3 separate regions of the Mus musculus genome follow, and regions 1 and 3 are each linked to region 2. Evidence: chromatin contacts called from public promoter capture Hi-C data. All regions are on one chromosome and are shown on one strand. Each heading gives the region's core, a stretch centred on a gene start, on an enhancer-like site or on the middle of the called end of the contact. The rest is flanking DNA. Distances are from core to core; before and after follow the strand shown.

What was found. Promoter capture Hi-C pulls out the DNA fragments that hold promoters and counts their contacts.
Region 1: a promoter capture Hi-C map of embryonic stem cells shows a contact between it and region 2. The contact joins the promoter of Dio3os here to the promoter of Amn in region 2. A contact is called at or near these places in 1 of 39 promoter capture datasets (embryonic stem cells) and 1 of 484 Hi-C or Micro-C datasets (embryonic stem cells).
Region 3: a contact with region 2 is called in a promoter capture Hi-C map of liver, with 7 times the contacts expected there. The contact joins the promoter of B930059L03Rik here to the promoter of Amn in region 2. A contact is called at or near these places in 2 of 39 promoter capture datasets (embryonic stem cells and liver) and 1 of 9 other capture datasets (pancreatic islet).

What each region holds. Positions count from the first base shown.
Region 1 is chr12:110,276,319-110,279,990 of GRCm38.p6, reverse strand. Dio3os (deiodinase, iodothyronine type III, opposite strand) reads left to right here and starts at 1,923. Exons shown (of 4, transcript NR_002866.2): 1 at 1,923-2,008; 2 at 2,242-2,440; 3 at 2,565-3,365. Dio3 (deiodinase, iodothyronine type III) reads right to left here and starts at 761. Exons shown (of 1, transcript NM_172119.2): 1 at 1-761. The coding sequence starts at 759. It overlaps Mir1247 (microRNA 1247), which reads left to right and starts at 1,862; the gene lies at 1,862-1,943.
Region 2 is chr12:111,269,196-111,272,661 of GRCm38.p6, reverse strand. It overlaps Amn (amnionless), which reads right to left and starts at 1,566. Exons shown (of 12, transcript NM_033603.3): 1 at 1,498-1,566; 2 at 847-965; 3 at 720-764. The coding sequence starts at 1,540. It overlaps Gm51960 (a long non-coding RNA gene), which reads left to right. Exons shown (of 3, transcript XR_003950150.1): 2 at 637-842; 3 at 1,447-3,466.
Region 3 is chr12:110,589,793-110,593,073 of GRCm38.p6, reverse strand. B930059L03Rik (RIKEN cDNA B930059L03 gene) reads right to left here and starts at 1,700. Exons shown (of 1, transcript NR_033340.1): 1 at 395-1,700.

The sequences.
Region 1 (3,672 bases), core at 674-3,173, 990 kb after region 2:
TGCGGAACTGCTAGAGTTGGCCATAGTGTCCAGGACCAGAGCACAGCCAGGTGCACCTTGTTGTAGTACTCTCGCTGCGCTGACACGGTCCTCCAGGCTGCGGTGCTGGGGGATGACATAGGGTGAATCTGTGGTGACCCAGCCGTCGGATGGGTGGGCTTCCTCGATGTAGATGATAAGGAAGTCAACGTCGCGCTGGTACTTGGTGACCAGGCGCTGGAAGGCGCTCATCCGCGCCATGAACGGTGGTCAGGTACAGCTGCCAAAATTGAGCACCAACGGGCGGGTCCCTTGTGCGTAGTCGAGGATGCGCTGGCTCTGGAAGCCATCAGGTCGGACAACCTCCGAGTTGGGCGCTGGGCCACCCTCATGGGCTTGCTTGAAGAAATCCAATTTCTGGCCATGCCACACGGCTTTGAGAGAGGCCAGGGTGCACAGACGGTTGTCGTCTGATACGCATATGGGCGGGTCGTCAGGGGGCATCTCCTCGCCTTCACTGTTGAGCTCTACTTCGGGCTCAGGGTGGTCAGGATGGCGACGGCGCAGGAAATGCTTGCGGATGCACAAGAAATCTAAAAGCCAGAGCATGAAGGCCGTGCCTAGGAAGCGCGGGAACAGCACGAGGCACGAGGCGGTCTGGGCGCAGAGCCTCAGCGAGTGAAGCAGCAGAGAGCGGAGCATGGTGGCCGCGGGCCCCGAAGCCCCCGGGGGCCCTTCACCTTCTCCGACCACCAACCTCGAGGCGGCCTGGCGAGGCATCTGGTCCTCGGTGCTCTGGGAGCTCAATTTATAGTCAAAGCTTGAATTGGCGGGAGACTCCACCTCCGACCGGGGCCCGCCCCCTTGCAACTTGAGCCCGGAGGGATCACCCAGAGGCGCGGCCAATGCCCCAGAAATCTTGGGTCGAGGGCGGGCGCAGGCTGGTCGAGGGTGGAGCGGTGCGTCCCGGGGCTGGCAGGGGCGGGCCTGAGTCCCGCAGCCCGCTCTCAGGGGCGGGGGACCCCGAAGCCGCTGTGTCCAGGGACTAGGAGCCCGATCTCAGAGCCAAGCAGTCAGTGGTGGCAATGGTGTAACCCGCGCAAGCGCCTCGCACCTCCTAGGTCCCAGCGGGCGGGTCCCAGCCCGCGCCCTCTTCGCCGCGCACCTGAGCTGAGTTCCCCGGCGGCCGCAGCGCCGCGCCGGAGCTCCGGTTCGCTTCCCGCGCGCCGCCGCCAACGCCGCCCACGCTGCTGCTGCTCGTGCGGGGTCGCTGCCCAGGTACCGCGGGAGTCCAGGTCTGCGGCCGCCGCTCGGCCGGCCCCCGGCTGCAGCCCCGCCGGGGACGCGGGCCCGCGAGGAGGCAACTTTGGGTTCCCGCCGCCTTCCCCGCTCGCCCGCGGGCGCCGCTCGACTGCCGCAGCCCGTCCGCCCGCCTCCCGCGCGCGCTCACACTCGCGCCTCGCACACGGCCGCCCCCCGCACCGCCCCGCCACGCACACCGCGCTCCGCGCCCCCCGCCGCTGCCCGAGCTTGCCGCGCGCCGCCCCAGTCCGCGCCGCGCCCGCCCCGTCCCATCTCGCTCCCGCCGGACGCCGCGGTTCCCGGGTCAGCTGCCCCTCGGCTCCAGCCCGGAGGTGCCGAGGGCAGGGCCCGCGGGTGGGCTGGCGCCCAGCTCGGGAGACCCGGAGAGTCGCGGCAAGCGACGCCGGGCCTCGCCCTCGGCCGGCTCCGGGACGCCCTGGGCGCGGGGCGCTGCGGGCGCGGGGCGCGGGGCAGCGGGCGCGGGGCGGCGCCGGCCCCGGGCGGCTCTCCCACTAGGGGTAGCTGTTGCCTGAACGCGGGAGCGCTCCCCTCTCGCCGCTTGCCTCGCCCGGCGCAGCCCCGGCCGCCGGGCGCACCCGTCCCGTTCGTCCCCGGACGTTGCTCTCTGCCCCGGGAACGTCGAGACTGGAGCGCCCGAACTGAGCCACCTTCGCGAACTCGGAGCGCGGCGGCCCGACTCAACCGCGGAGGCGCCCGGACGCGTAAAGTGCGTACTTTCAACAGGGAACGTGTGCTGAGGCTTTTTAGGGGTGCGGGGCAACTCCCCAACAGCGTGGGGCTCTGGTCGGCTCTGCCACAGCGGCGCAGACCTCCTAATCTGTCTCTGCGCGTGGCGCACTGCTGGAGACTTGGGTTCAGGGGCGGCGGGGCTGCTTGACCTGGGGTCCTCGAGACCCTAAGCAAGTTCCACTTTAGATACACCTCACAATGACCCCTCAGGTCAAGGCCTCAACCCGAAGGCAGCGCCTAAGAATCGCACTCCCTAGAATGCTCCAGCACTCACAGGGGCCTTCTCTGGGGTAACGGGACCCCAGCCGGATACTACAGCTCCAGCTGCTTGCGTCCCATGCATCGCCCTCTCGGGAGAGACCAGCTACCTAACTTTCTCTACCAGAGACCGCGCTGGCGTCTCGGGAGGGTGAGCACAGTCAGACCACTTTCCATTAGCCATGGAACTTGTCCGGAAAAGTCGACCTCAAGTAGCCCAGAGGGCGCCCAGGTAGGCGCCCGCCCTCACCACCTGGTTTCTGCTGTCCTGGCAGGATGCTCTGCCCAGGGAGTCCCTCGGTCGCGGGACCTGTGGCCGCCAGAGCAGCTGGATCTGGAGTGTGCTGCCTGTGAACAGCCTGTGAAAGTGGCTCTTCTCCCTCTGGGTCAGAGGATGTCTCTGCTCTGGGGGCAAGGGAGTAAACATCAGCACTTCCCACCTGAAGGAAGCCATCAGACTCCTTTGCTGTTTCTAGCACTCTTTGTAAGGTCTTTCAGGAGGACTTCAGAAATCTCCCTGAACGTGCCTGGCTGGGGGTTCCACTCATGGTTCTATCCCTAAGCAGGGCTCCTCTGAGCTTACAGATCAACCCCCCCCCCACTCTCTTTCAGACTTAGGTGGTAAAGTGAGAAGAGACTCTGGCTGGAGAGTCTGAGAGACAGATTGGGAGCTTCTGGGCGCTGTCTTGGGTAGAGCAAGAGATAGTTCTCTTCAGCCCAAGATCCCCTCATCTCTGGGAGATACCAGTCTAGGGCTTGTGTCCTGCTTCTTCCTATAAGGACCTGGGACAGGGATATGAGGCCGATCCTCCCCTTCTCGCATTATGTGTGTAGGTGCATATGCCATGTGGCAGCCATAGTCTGGGACAGATAGAAGTCCTTCTGGTCCTGCTCTATGGGACCAGTCACCCCTGAACATCACCCCTTTCTGATATGGGACACTTGGGAAACCCTGCCATCCACATTTCTGGACAGGGGCGGGTGTTGTGTGGGAAATAGGCTACACCCCACACCTCAGGATTCCAGAGCCTTGGATGAAGAACCCAGGCCTTCGACTTCCCTGGCATCCTGTACAGGTGAGGAAAGACCCAAGGGGTGCCAGTGATTCTGGCTTTGGGGACACATACCTGGCTTGACAACCACACCAGTGCTCCCTACCTTTCTGCGGTTCCTCCTCATCTCTATTTTCCTCCCCAGTCCTCTTTTCCCATGCCCTTCAGGGGAGCACCCCTAACTAGCTGTAGTTCTCAGCCTTTCTACCAGTTACTTAAACTATCTTGTCTTGTCCCAGTGGTCTAGAACATGAATACTGGCCCAAGGCCAAGACTCTTCTGAAATCCATGAGGGGTGTAGGCCTCAGTGGACCTGGCAGATTTGGGAAGG
Region 2 (3,466 bases), core at 317-2,816:
GGCTCCCGGTCCACATGGTGGCTCACAACCGGCTGTGATCTGGCGCCCCCTTCTGGCCTCTAGTGGTTCTGCGTGCACAAGTTGCTTGGAGGATGCTAGTCTTTTTTTGGAGAATTGGAACAGAAGGTGGAACTCCCATGTCATCCCGTTAGGAAATTAGCAAAAGGAAGAGCCAGGCGTGGTGGCGCACGCCTTTAATCCCAGCACTTGGGAGGCAGAGGCAGGCGGATTTCTGAGTTCGAGGCCAGCCTGGTCTACGGAGTGAGTTTCAGGACAGCCAGAGCTACACAGAGAAACACAGTCTAGAAAAACCAAAAGAAAAGGAATTAAGGAAGAAAGGAAGAGAGAGAGAGAGTTCATTCTTAGCTCCAACCACAGGGTCTGAACTAGGGTCTCGGGACCATCAGCCTTTATTTATAAAGCACATAGCCTTAGCATGAGGGGAGGCAGGGGCTGTTTAACCTCTTGCTCCTCACCCTCCGGCTAGCTGGGCCACTGGTAGCTTGTTAACATGGCCTCCAGGAAGGGAAGGGCAGGCACGTTTCCCAGAGCCCACCCTGCACTTAGATACTGTGGGGGAGGGGACAGTGGAGCTGGACTGGGAGACCCCACGTACTCTCTGATGTCCTTTCCCAGAGATTGTCTCTACCCAGAGGCTCCATGGCGGCGCACGACCCAGGGCCAGCCATGCCCGCTGAGGCCACAGCCCCGAGCCTTACCATATCCGAGATGGCGTGACTGTCTCGTACCAGGACCGACACCATCTGCAGCAAGAGGTGGCGTTAGGCGCGAGGCTGACCGACCTCCCCACCTCCAGTTCATCCCCTCAACCCCCCACCAAGGTACCTTGTCCGCCGGGAACTGAACCGCATCTCCCGCGCACGGGGTCCGGTTCTGGTTCCAGTTGGAGGCAGTATCGAAGGAGGTATTGGGGACCCAAAGTTTGTAGGCGGCCCGAGTCATTGCTAAAGAAAGGAAGGCTGAGTGTCGCCTTCTGGGAAGGCGACTTTCCAAAGAGGCGCGGCAGAGGTGCACACAGCGCAAGGCGGTCAGGCCCCACCGCGGCGTTCTCAGGCGCACTCTTAGCTGATCTACAGAACCCGCGCAAACATGCCCTTCTCCTCCCTCGGAACGTCGTCTCTATTCACAGCACTCTGACTGCCCGGGGGGGGGGGGGTCGGAGGGGAATCGGCCCTTAGGAAAGAGCTCTGGCGGGAAGCTCACTGGGGCAGAGAGGGGTCCCAGAGCCCGGAGTTGGCGACCCTGTCCCGATTGTGCACAGAGGAGGCGCCAGGGGCTGGGAGGTCCACGGGAATAGGCTGCGGTTTCTCCACTTCCTGGGCTTTGGAAACTTTACCAACCCACGCCAGAGGACCGGGAAATTGAGGCAGGCTGCCAACGCCACCTCCATATCCCAACCTCTCCTGCGATCGCGACCCTTCCTAGAGAAACCTCAGCCTCAATCAAGGTCCAGACCCAGGGGGACACGGGGCCTACCACAGAGCTGCAGCCACAGCAGGACCCGGCCCAGAGCACCCATCTCTCCGCCGAGGCTCTCACAGATGCGGACTTCGCTCCGAGGGCCCCACGTGACCGGGCGGGGCTGAGGGACAGGGGGCGCCCAGATGTTACACATTTACCTTGGGATCGCCCAGCTGTCTCCTGAGGGCCCTTGGAGGAATCTTCTCAGCGGCTTTAGCATCTGCCCTTTAGGACCCAGGACCCTGGGTACCCAATAAGAGGGTGTCGTCCTGACTTTCCCGGTGACACGGTGTGGAGGTGGCCAAGAACCCTGGAACTCAGCCATCTTTGCCCATCTTCTCCAGGCCTGAAGTCTTAGCCTGGGTGTGTGCTCTGCAGGGATTGTGTGGGTTGCAGAACAGACCGGAAGGGATGTCAAAGGCGCGTGAAGGTCCTGGAAGAGAACAAAGAGAGCTAAGGCAGAGAGTGACGTGCCTGGGTAGGCTGGCCATGAAGGCAGGTTAGAGGTGACAGGCAGGGTGCACGATGAATGGAGAATCACCAGTGAGAGAAATGACGGGTGGGCCAGTCACCAAACGGTGGTGGCAGTGGCTTGAGGAGGGCTTCTGTGAGTACATCATTGACAGTGGCACCTGGTGTTGGATGTTAAATTCCTGATAGCAATGGGGATGACAGTGGCTGGAGAGTGACTGGGCTAATGGTAGAGGGTGGCTCACTGATAGCTGTGGATGAGTGGGTAGGGGACAGTGGGTGGTGGCTGGGTGGGAGTGATGGCAGCTGTAGACATGACTAGGTTGTGTGTGTGGGGGGGAAGAGTGGACCGGAAGGGATGTCTGGTGGATGGCAGACTGAGGATGCTGGGAAAGTGGGGTGAAGATGCTGGTGGGGTCCATCTGCAAGGAGTGTTGGCTGAGGTAACAGGAAGGTCGAGGAGAGGTAACAGATTTTATGTGGGATGAGTGGAAACAGACAGTAGATGAGGCGGGTCCCTTGGCAGGGCCGGAAAGAGGATGGAGATCGGGCAAACGGGGTAATGAGAGGCTACCCCAGGCAAGAAGCTTCCCAGCCCAGAGGTCAACATGTCACTCGGGAGTTGTCTCTTGTCATCCAGCCCCGCCCAGTCACATGTCCCTGTGGGGCAAAAATGGATGCCTGAAGAAGATACCAGGGAGGAGTGTGGGTGAACTGTGGGCAGATGAGGTTTGGTTGGTGGGTTGCATGGTGTGACTTCACAGCCAGCTTAGCAGGTTCACCCCAGACACACCTCTGGCTGTGGCTGTGAAGGTCTCTCCAGACACTGATCGGGCCAGACCTGCACTGACTGTGGAAAGTCTTCCTCTCTGCTTCCTGAGCCATACCACAGCGCGATGTGTATGACATACCAGTATGACCAGCCGCCTCATGCCCTCCCTGCCGTCTCCTCCAACTGTAAGCCCAAACACACTTTTCTTTCCTGAGGCCACCTTTGCCAGGTGTTTTGCCACAGTAGGGGTGTTAGAGGAATCACCTTGGGGTCAAGTTTGTGGTAACGGATGGATGGATGCTGTGACGTCTGTCTGGTGATGGTACACTTGTGAATGGTGGACGGATGTGCGGGTGATGGGAGGCAGAGTTGGAGGGATTGTACAGAGGCAGGAATTAAGTGTTGAGGGAAGTTTGCTCTTGGCCTCCAGCTAGGTCAGGCACAAAGGAGACTCTTGGAGGTCACATTCTTCTTGTCTGTTGTTTTATTCCTGAAGAGGAAGCACTGTCACAGACTGGGCTCTGGCTTTCACTGTTGAGCCAGTTTGACCCATGGGACACAAGTGCTAGGTGGGTGTCCCCATGGTGGTCACATGGGAAGGGCAGTCAGTCAGAGTACCTGGGCAAAGAGGCTTCCCATAAGAAACAGCTTGGAACAACAGCAGAAGGAAGAGTTTACAGCTGCCGTGGCCGGGACCAGGAGCAGGCAGGGTGTCTAGAGAAAGCCCTTGGGGATGAATAT
Region 3 (3,281 bases), core at 451-2,950, 680 kb after region 2:
CAGCTATCCACTTGGACTCCTTAATCCCTAAATACTGTATTTGTGCCAGATGGTGGTGGTATAGTCCCTTAACCCCAACACTTGGGAGGCAGAGGCAGGTAGGTCTCTGTGGATTTGAGGCTAGCCTGGTCTAGAATGAATTCCAGGACAGCCAAAGCTACACAGAAACCCTATCTTGGAAAATCAAATGAACAAAACCAAGCAAACCAAACCAGCAAATGTTGTAGCAGCTATCTGCCTCTGCCTCCAGGAAGGCCTCTGTGAACTCTAACCTTGAATAGCCATTCTGTAATTTACATTGCATTGTGAGGTGTAATGTGTGACCCAAGAGTTATTATTTATTAAGAGAGTGAGAACAAAACTACTCAACAAATTACATCAATACAAGGGATGCAGACTGCCAATTTATTATTCAGGAAATTCTAACATCATGGAGAGAGAGAATTGTGTCCATGCTTCTGACAGCACCCCCACACCAGGGCTACCTTCCAGGGTTACCAGTATCTTGGGCAGGAAGCAGTGGGAAACAGACATCGCTAGGGCTTCCTTGGAACAGGCATGGCTATGACCCTGGAGGGAATCAGCACAAATTTCCAGATTTTTGAGCCCTAGAACAGTAAGACTCAGGGACAGAGTCGGAGACAGGCAGTTTACTACAAAGAAAGGAGAGAGGGAGACAGAAGTCAAGCCAGGAAGTGCACGCCTTTATTCTTAGGGCAGAGGCAGGGACATCTCTTGAGTTTAGGGTCTACACAGTGAGTTCCAGGTCAGCCAAGAAGAGACTCTGTTTTATAGACAGACAGACAGACAGACAATAAGGCTAGCCAAGGCGAGACCCTGTCTTATGAGTAAATTAGAGAAAGAAGGAAAGAAAGAGGCACCCAGTGAGTGGTAGTGGGAAAGACGGGGTGCTCAAAGTCCTCATCTATGTGAGTTCTGGTCCTCCATAGTTATTTACATAGCAAGCACCTCTACCTCTTTACGTTACCACGTGTCCGGTACACGCCACTTAGGTGGGACGAGTTTCCTGACCCTGCTTACTGGTTTCTTTCGTTAATCTCTCGGCATCCCCAGCCTCCCACCTACTTCAGTTCTCAGAGCTGCTACAGGGGACAGGTTGGCCCTGTCCTATCCACGCTACGGTCGCGTCTCGGGGTTCCATGACGGGGGTCACATGGGACCCTGGTCACCAACCCCGCCTATCAAGTGGAAAGTGACGGGGCTGTAACCCAGGACCTGCCGTTCAGTTCCACGGACGCCTGTTTGCCGCTGTCCAGAAGCCACTTCTGCAGAGTGGCAGGTCGATCACGTGTCGCCAGGGGAGCGGTCACGTGTGGCCTCGAACGATCATGTGAGTCCTCAAGCCAATCACCGCGGCCTGGAAGAAGGGGCATTGCGATTGGCTCATTTTCCTCCCGTGAATATCGCGAGATTCAGAGTCAGACACTTCCCGATTGGTCGATGCGCTGCGTCATTTCCCTGCGCCAGCGTTTAGGTGAAGGTAGTCGGTCTCCCTGTCCTGTGTGCCGTGGGCCAAGCGTCTAAGCTTGGGTCCGGGCCGTCCGCGGCCCTCACTCCCCTCCCGCCAAGGGACGCGGCCCCCTCTGCGGCTTCCTCTAGACGTCGCTGCCTTGTCCTAAGTCAGCCTGCGTTCGAGCTGCCGAACCGAGGTTTCGTGCGGCTTCCTGGCGCGGTGACTCATCCAGTCACGTGCGCCGTGGAGGCTGCGCCTTGCGGAGATCTCCGCCCTGCCGAGATGGCAGAGACCTTCCCGGGGCCGCCCTTGTCCTGCTGCCGTGTTCTGGTGCAGCTGTGCTGAGCTGATATCCTGTTGACTTTGAACTCTTCTCCGTTTTCTGCATGCGCTTTGTCTCATTCCTACGGGGTACCTGCTGCCATCCGCTTGCTCTTTGGTTTGGATGCCGGGTAGCCGTGCTGAGTCCCAACTCTGATGCTCCTGCCTCCACCTTTCCAGTGCTGGCATGGAAGGCGTATGTCAGCACGTCCACCTTACACACACGTACCCACATTTGATTGCCTCTCCACTTGGATCTTGCTGTTCTCGCTGATCCCACATTTATCTGTACATTGCGTCCATCAGACGCAGTTTTGAGTGTCCCACACGGTGCCAGACTGAAGGTACAGCGATAAGTAGGGTAATAGGGACATTGCTTGTAGAGGGCTCACGGGCTATCCTGGGGTGACTGGTTGGAGGGATGTTTTTGCAAGCTCCCTCTTGGCTGCAGTGTGGAATGTTTGAGAAGAAGGTGTTGGGCCGGCAGGAAAAGTTAGTCCTGGGGTGAGGATGAATTCGAATTTGGAATGAGTGCCAGAACCTTTCTAGTTTCAATTTGGCCATATTTTATGGAGACCGCTCAGCAGTTAGGTCCATGTACAGTTCTTCCGGACAATCCGAGTTTAGAGTCCCACGTTAGGGACAGACTATTTATAACCCTAGCCCCAGGGGACCGAACACCCTCTTGCTTCCGTGGGCACTTGCACTCATATGTACAAATCCACATACAGAAACAAACACATTTAAAAAAATAAAATCTTAAGGAGTGAGAGCGTGTGCTGGGGTTTTCTCACTTCTCTGCTCACATTTGCATCTAGCAACACTTCAGGCAGGTGAGGATAATTCCTGGTTTCTGTTTTTCAGCATGGAAAACAGTGCGGCCGGGAGTAGCTGGCCTTACTGCTCAGACTAGGTGAATTTTGCTGATGGCTAAATTTTTGAAGCAGAATTGCAGAGTCAAAATACATGACACCCTGCAGGGTGGAACGTGTTTCTAATGCCAGCATTCAGGGGGCTGGGTAGTAGGATTTTTGGTAAGACTGTCTCAAAATGTTTTCAACACTTACCTTTTAAAACTTTCAGTTGCATTTTTAAGGGTCCTACAAATCTGCAAGCCACCAACAGTAAACTGAAGTGACCCACCCTTCCTCACCTGCTACTGGGGTTACTTTCCTGTCCTTCCAGAAGCATTGACTTGTGGCCCTGAGATCTGCATAGGATGGCGACACTGCCAGTGGGAGCCCCTGCTTACCTGCCTCTGCTGGCTTTGCATCCTCCTCGGGAATATTCCTCACACCTACACGGCATGCCTATGTCTCTTTTGGCATGTAGGTGGAGGTAGAATTTCTGTTATGGGTGTCTACTTTCAGCCAGCTCCTTGCCCTCCAGCTACGTGCAGCCAGCCAGCTGGGAAGCGGTGGAGTACCATCGCCTAAGCCAGTGGTGCTTCCTGCAGCCATAGTTCTGCAGAGCAGTGTAGTTTAAT